Linked DNA regions of Bos taurus: region 2 is linked to region 1. A link is a contact called in public Hi-C data. All regions are on one chromosome and are shown on one strand. The core of a region is the stretch at or near the end of the contact, and the rest is flanking DNA. Distances in the headings are between cores, read along the strand shown. Region 1 has its middle 23 kb from the start of HDAC7. Region 2 holds the start of ENDOU (endonuclease, poly(U) specific).

The links. A called contact is a pair of places that touch in the nucleus more often than the background predicts.
Region 2: a contact with region 1 is called in a Hi-C map of skeletal muscle, with 4 times the contacts expected there. The contact joins the promoter of ENDOU here to the enhancer-like site in region 1. A contact is called at or near these places in 3 of 11 Hi-C or Micro-C datasets (liver, skeletal muscle and an unstated tissue).

Annotation. Positions count from the first base shown.
Region 1 is chr5:32,442,495-32,445,457 of ARS-UCD2.0, forward strand. No RefSeq gene overlaps it. Among named protein-coding and RNA genes, the nearest start is that of HDAC7, 23 kb to the right of the region's middle. Within about 2 kb of position 1,402, at least 17 of the 102 cell types and tissues checked have an H3K27ac peak or open chromatin away from gene starts, as enhancers often do. A contact at or near this core is called in liver and skeletal muscle, where this site is marked.
Region 2 is chr5:32,561,542-32,564,611 of ARS-UCD2.0, forward strand. It overlaps ENDOU (endonuclease, poly(U) specific), which reads left to right and starts at 1,692. Exons shown (of 10, transcript NM_001102090.1): 1 at 1,692-1,811. The coding sequence starts at 1,757.

The sequences.
Region 1 (2,963 bases), core at 152-2,651:
GACAGACCATTTCCCTCTTTGCAGGAAGTTCTGTTGGACAGGGTTGGTCTACACAATGCATCCTGTTCATGGATGGTACGTTTCTGTCCATCTGTCAGTCAGATGGCCACTAAGTATTTGACACCATATAGAGGTGTCAAATGCTTCCCTGGTAGCTAAGTGGTAAAAATCTGCCTGCAATGGAGGAGACATGGGTTCAATCCCCAGATCAGGAAGATACTCCCTGGAGAAGGAAATAGCAGCCCACTCCAGTATTCTTGCCTGGAAAATCCCATGGACACAAGAGTTGGACACAGCTGAGCAACTAAACCACCACCACCAGAGGCTACTTAGGGAACATCCTCCCTTTACATCAAGCAACGTTGTAATGGGACTGCTGTGAATACATCCGCTCCTCAGAAGAAATGTTAGTAAGAAGCATCTCACAGATCACAAAGCTGATAGGCTCAGAGCTTCATGTGGCATAAATGGGTCAGCACTGTGCCAGGACATACCGATTACCTCAGTTCTGGGGACCAGCAGACAGGGAGGGCTTGCCTGGGGTGATCAGGGTCTCTGGCTGCTACTGAGGTTCCCTGGAGGCTGTCTATGCACTTCGGGTCTGTCTGCCTGCCCCGTGGCCCTGCAGGGGACAAGGGTGATGTGTGACATCCCAGTGTGACCAAGGGAAGGCCTCTTCATGCCAACTGGCACTCACTGTAGGCATGATGTCTGTGAGGCTCCTGGAGGGCAGTGGTGCTCCAGCTGACCAGCAAGCATAGCAGGATGTGGAGCAGAGACTGGGGGTAGGGATGGGGGTGGTCACTGGTCCAGACAGCTGCTTGGAATTTATACACTGAGACACACCGTGTGTGACTCAGGAGACAGTGCTGCTGCACGTTGGGTTCTGGGGAAGCCAACTCAAATGTAGATTAAAGTGCAGGGAGCTCACCGCGGAGTAGTCACAAGATCATCATTGTGGGTGGCAGGGAAGAAAGTGGAATCGGGTGGAGGGAGAAACTGGGCTGCGGTGCAGTCTCCACAGAGGTCTCCACCAGCCCTCACGGAGGCTCTGAGAGATGGGGATGGCCCTTCAGATTGCCCCAAGCTGAGGTGAGGGAGCTGGCTTTTACATTCCTGGTCACTGGATGCAGGCTTCCCTCCAGAAAAGAGTGTGAACTTCATGTGTCCTCTTTTCAGCCAAGACTAGGTAAGGATTGGGGGTTGTTTCTTCACATTTTGTACAACCTGAAGCCTTACGGAAAGACCAGCACGCTTCCAGGCCCTTCTTTTTGGCTCTAGGGAGTGGGCAGCAACAGTTCCCGGGGCTCCCTCCAGGGGGGACTGTTCCCAGCTTCTTCTGAGCTTTGGACTGGCTAGTGTTTTCCCCGCCCCGAAGTCACGTTGAGTTCCACCACTAGGTGGTGCTACTGCCCTACCGGGACAGGTTTGGGCTATTTGCCTGGCCACTCTCCCCACTCCCTTCTCTCCCCCTATATCCTGCTCTCGCCTTTTATCTCTGTGAAGGTGCCTGACCCCTATTGTCTGGAGCCTCTGAGCACCTTCCCTGCTGGCCCCCGGTTCCCCCTAAGGTCCAGCTTGGTTGTGCAGTCCTTGCAGTGTCTCTCAGCACAAACCCAGTCCTGGCCTCAGTGCTGGGGATACAGCAATGAATAGGACAGCTGCTGCACCCCAAGAAAGGCACAATCCACTGGAAGAAGACAGACCTGCAAACAGGCCATTGTCAGGAGCACAAGCAGAAGCCAAACACTTAATGGCATAAACTGATGGGTCCTTGTCTTGGCTCTGCCAATGGCTATCTGTGTGACCTTGGGCAAGTGAGTTAATGTTTTTGAGTCTCAGAATCTTCATCAATACAATGCAACAATAATAGTACCCACTTATAGTTCATTGTTGTGATACAATCTGTGAAAAGCTCTTATCATAAATGCTGCCAGCATCATTATTAACTTGCAGAGTGAAGGGATGGTCAAACAAGTTTTCACTGGACGTTGACACCGCTCCAGCCCTCTAACGATTGATCCCTGCTACGCTCTCTGGAGTAGCTCCGGAGGGATCTGGCTGACTCCGCCATGCTGATCTCAGCCTTTGGAAGCCATAGTTCCTGCTCCATGAAAATCTACCGGCGAGGGGAGAAGGCGTCATTGCTCCATTCGGCCACCAGGGGGCAGGTGTGCAACTTAATAAGCCAAATAGGCCTGAATTGAAACCGCTCCGCTGGAGAGAAAATTGTGGGAAAGAGATGGGAAGGTAGGCACAGAAATTCAAAAAACCGGGAACTCTAGTTAATACTGTTCCCAGCTTCTTTCAATTATGGTCTTTCTTTACCAGCTTCGCTTCCCCAGTGACCTCACTATACACATATTGCTAAGTCGCTTCAGTCGTGTCCGACTCTGTGCGACACCATAGACGGCAGCCCACCAGGCTCCCCCGTCCCTGGGATTCTCCAGGCAAGAACACTGGAGGGGGTTGCCATTTCCTTCTCCAGTGCATGAAAGTGAAAAGTGAAAGTGAAGTCTCTCAGTCCTGTCCAACTCTTAGCGACCCCATGGACTGCAGCCTACCAGGCTCCTCCGTCCATGGGATTTTCCAGGCAAGAGTACTGGAGTGGGGTGCCATTGCCTTCTCCGATACACATATTATCCACCCCATAACTAAAGTCAGTATTCTCTGGACCTAAGTGGATCCTGTCCAGAGGGGAATCCCAATGAGCCGCAAGAATCAGGTTTGCTCCGTGTATTTGTTGTGTCACAGTCTCTACTCACTCACCTTGGTGTTCACTGGACCCGTGCTCCCTTGGTGGAGTGCACAGCCCACAGTGATCCAGGAGCACATGTCGCTGTCCAGACTGTGAGACTAGCTAAGGTCACATTCAACCACTTGCAGCGGTGACCATGGCTCGACAGGCTGCTTCCACATCAGCTCTTTTCAAATGTTTTGGTCTTTGGGCCATTAAAAGTAAA
Region 2 (3,070 bases), core at 442-2,941, 120 kb after region 1:
TAATCCGTAAACTAACTGGTGTCTATGTCCCTGTGTTGCCAGTCCAGGAGGGCGAGTACTTTGGCTGGCCAAAGCCGTCTGGTTGTACAAACAACATTTATGCAAATAAAGGACTCCTAGTCTCTTTAACTGGGCTTCCTGGAGAGAAGGGCGAGGCTTACTCCTTATTATGTTCCTGGCGCAAGTCCCTTACAAAGTGGCTTGCCCCAGGCTGCCTGCTCCATCCCCAAGGGTCCACGGTTTGGTCTCATCTCCTCACAGGGAGGTTTGGGGGATTCTCCTTAACTCACTGCAGCTGCCCACCCCAGGGCATGGGCAGGAAGCTTGAAAATTAGAATCTGAGAACTTAGAAGGGATCGTTAGCTATAACCCCGTCGTTGTTTCAAAGATAGGAAAATTGAAGTTGAGAGGAAGTTTCCACTGTTAAAAAGCACTTGTTGAGGAGGATGTGCTTGCCTTGACTCTACCCCAAGAAAAATTACTACAGTGTGGTCTCAACTGTTCATCAGTTTTGGCTTTTCCTATGAGACTTTTCTTTTTTGAGATAGCTGAGAATCTCCATGCAGGGCTCTTTCTGGAAAGGGCATTTTACTTAGAAGATTTTACCTTTATTAGGAGGGGAGAACTTGGAAGCTCTTTGTTGCTGCATCTCTGCCCTTGGGCCTGGGATGATGGGAGTCCTGAGGGCCTTGTGTCTTGCGGGGTCGGTCCGTGGGGGAGAGGAATGTAACGGGGATGAGGATGAAGGAGGAGGGGAAGGATGGTCCTTCTGCAGCCTTTAAGAGGCCTCTTGCCCTCCCCAGCCTCATAAGCCTGGAGCTTGGGAGAACCTAAAACAGGTAAAACCTGAGATGCTGACTCAGTAAGAGTAGAGGCCCATTTGCATGATATTTCAAGGATGAGGTAGCTATGTGCAGCTTGATGTAGTAAAAGCAGCACTTGTTTCTGACCCATGTCTCCTAGATCACTCCTTCCGGTGCCCCAAACCTTGCTTGGTGGTGGTGGTGTAATTGCTAAGTCGTGTCTGACTCTTGCGACCCCATGGACTGTAGCCTACCAGGTTCCTCTGTCTATGGGATTCTCTAGGCAAGAATACTGGAGTGGGTTGCCATTTCTTTCTCCAGGGGATCTTTCCAACCCAGGAATCGAACCCAGATCTCCTGCATTGCAGGCAGATTCTTTATCCACTGAGCTACGAGGGAAGCCCAAAGCTTGCTTAAGCACTTACTATTTGTCTAACACATAATGATCTTTTCACTATATTCCTCAAGCTGAGCACCTGGAGTTCAAAGATGGAGCCAGTCATAGCCCCTTGGAAGGTCAGACCCTTGGCTTTCAGGTAGGTGGATGTTTAGAAGATATCACCCAGAGACAAGCCCATGAGTTCTCCTCACCTGGACAGAGAACCCCCCCAAACTAGGCCCGAGTTGCTGTGCCTGCTTGCATGGCCTATTTTCTAAGCTACGAACAGCTAGCATTACCTGTTCTAAACATCTGGCGTTACCTGCCTCCTTAGTCACCTTGCCTCTGGCTTCAAACAGCTGTCAGGCCCCACCCCCTCCCCGCCTCCTTCCATCTGGAGTCCCTCCCTCCCTTTTTTTCCTTCCTGAAAGGATCTGGAAGCACCAGATCCACGAGATCTGATGTCTTTAAAAGGACCAGCCTGGGCCAGAAGGCTCACCTGAGAACGGTGACATTCACGTGGACGCTAGTCAGAGTCCACCAGCCATCTCCTTCTGGCCTCCGACTGGACACCATGAGGGCCTGTGTCCCCCTGACAGTGGCCATTCTCTGTGGCCTGGCCTGGGCCGGTAAGTCACTGCTGGTGGGGATGACAGGGGTCCTGCAGAGAGCTGGGGGACCTGGGAGGGACAGCGTGAGGGTCGTGAGATAAAGGAGGGCCAGCTCTGTCCAAAAGCCTTGGTGTGAGGCAGGAGTTGCCTCTGGAGTAGATGGGCTGTGTGAAGGGAGCTACTAGACTGATGGGCCAGGGACACCTTAGAAGATGAGCCTCAAACAACCCTGGTCCAGCTTGACTTGATTTCACCAAGGTTTTGTTTTTCAAGGCCACCATATGGTGTGAAGCTGGACTGTGACTGGCTAGGTTTGCGTGGCCTGGCCACCCTTGGTCACTTCCTCTGCTACCTGGGTGAGGGGTGAGTTGTCTGGGTGGGACTTTTCCCTACGAAGCCTTAGTCGGTGGGCAGGCTCCAGGGATAGAGCCTCTGACCAGGAGGCAGGCCACGTGGTCAGAGGACTCCATTTCATCCCTGGTAGAGGACCTAAAGTGGAGAAAGGTCCAGGCACTAGTCCAGGTACTAGTGGTGCAGGGATGGGACCAGTGTTGAGGATGGGAACACGTTCCTGTTCGGTAGGGGACAGGTGCTGATGCTGCTGTGTTAACTGGTGGTTACTGGGTGAGCAGGGAGAGTGCCAAGGGAGGGGGCTGAGCTGAGGGGTGTGGTGGGAAGCCTCCTCTGCCCAGAGGAGAAAGAATCCGAGCTTGATACCCATTGCACCCCACCAGGGTGTTCCTACACAGGACTGTCATAAGGATTAAATAAGATAATATATCAGAAGCACCCTACATGGAATGATATCTCAAAGAATTGGGTCTTTGATTATGATTGTGATTATAAATTGTCATTTAGTCACTCAGTCGTACCTGATTCTTTGTGACCTCATGGACTGTAGGCCACCAGGCTCCTCTCTCCATGGGATTTCTCAGGCAAGAATACCGGAGCTGGGTGCTACTTCCTTCTCCAGGGGATCTTCCTGACCCAGGGATTGAACCTGAGTCTCCTGCACTGGCAGGCAGATTCTTTACCCCTGAGCCACCAGGGAAACCTGTAATGTAAATACATATAAAATCATGTATACTTACCTGTATTATAATATAGTATATTAATCATATTAATATGATATAATAAATACTTATTTACATAAAATAATTTATATAAATACAGAATTTAGTCTTGGAATCATTTCCCACGAGGTTTTGGGTAAGGAGACCACCAAATAAACTAAATGAAAAGACTTTGGAGGGGGAAGTCTTTCCCAGGCCTCCCCA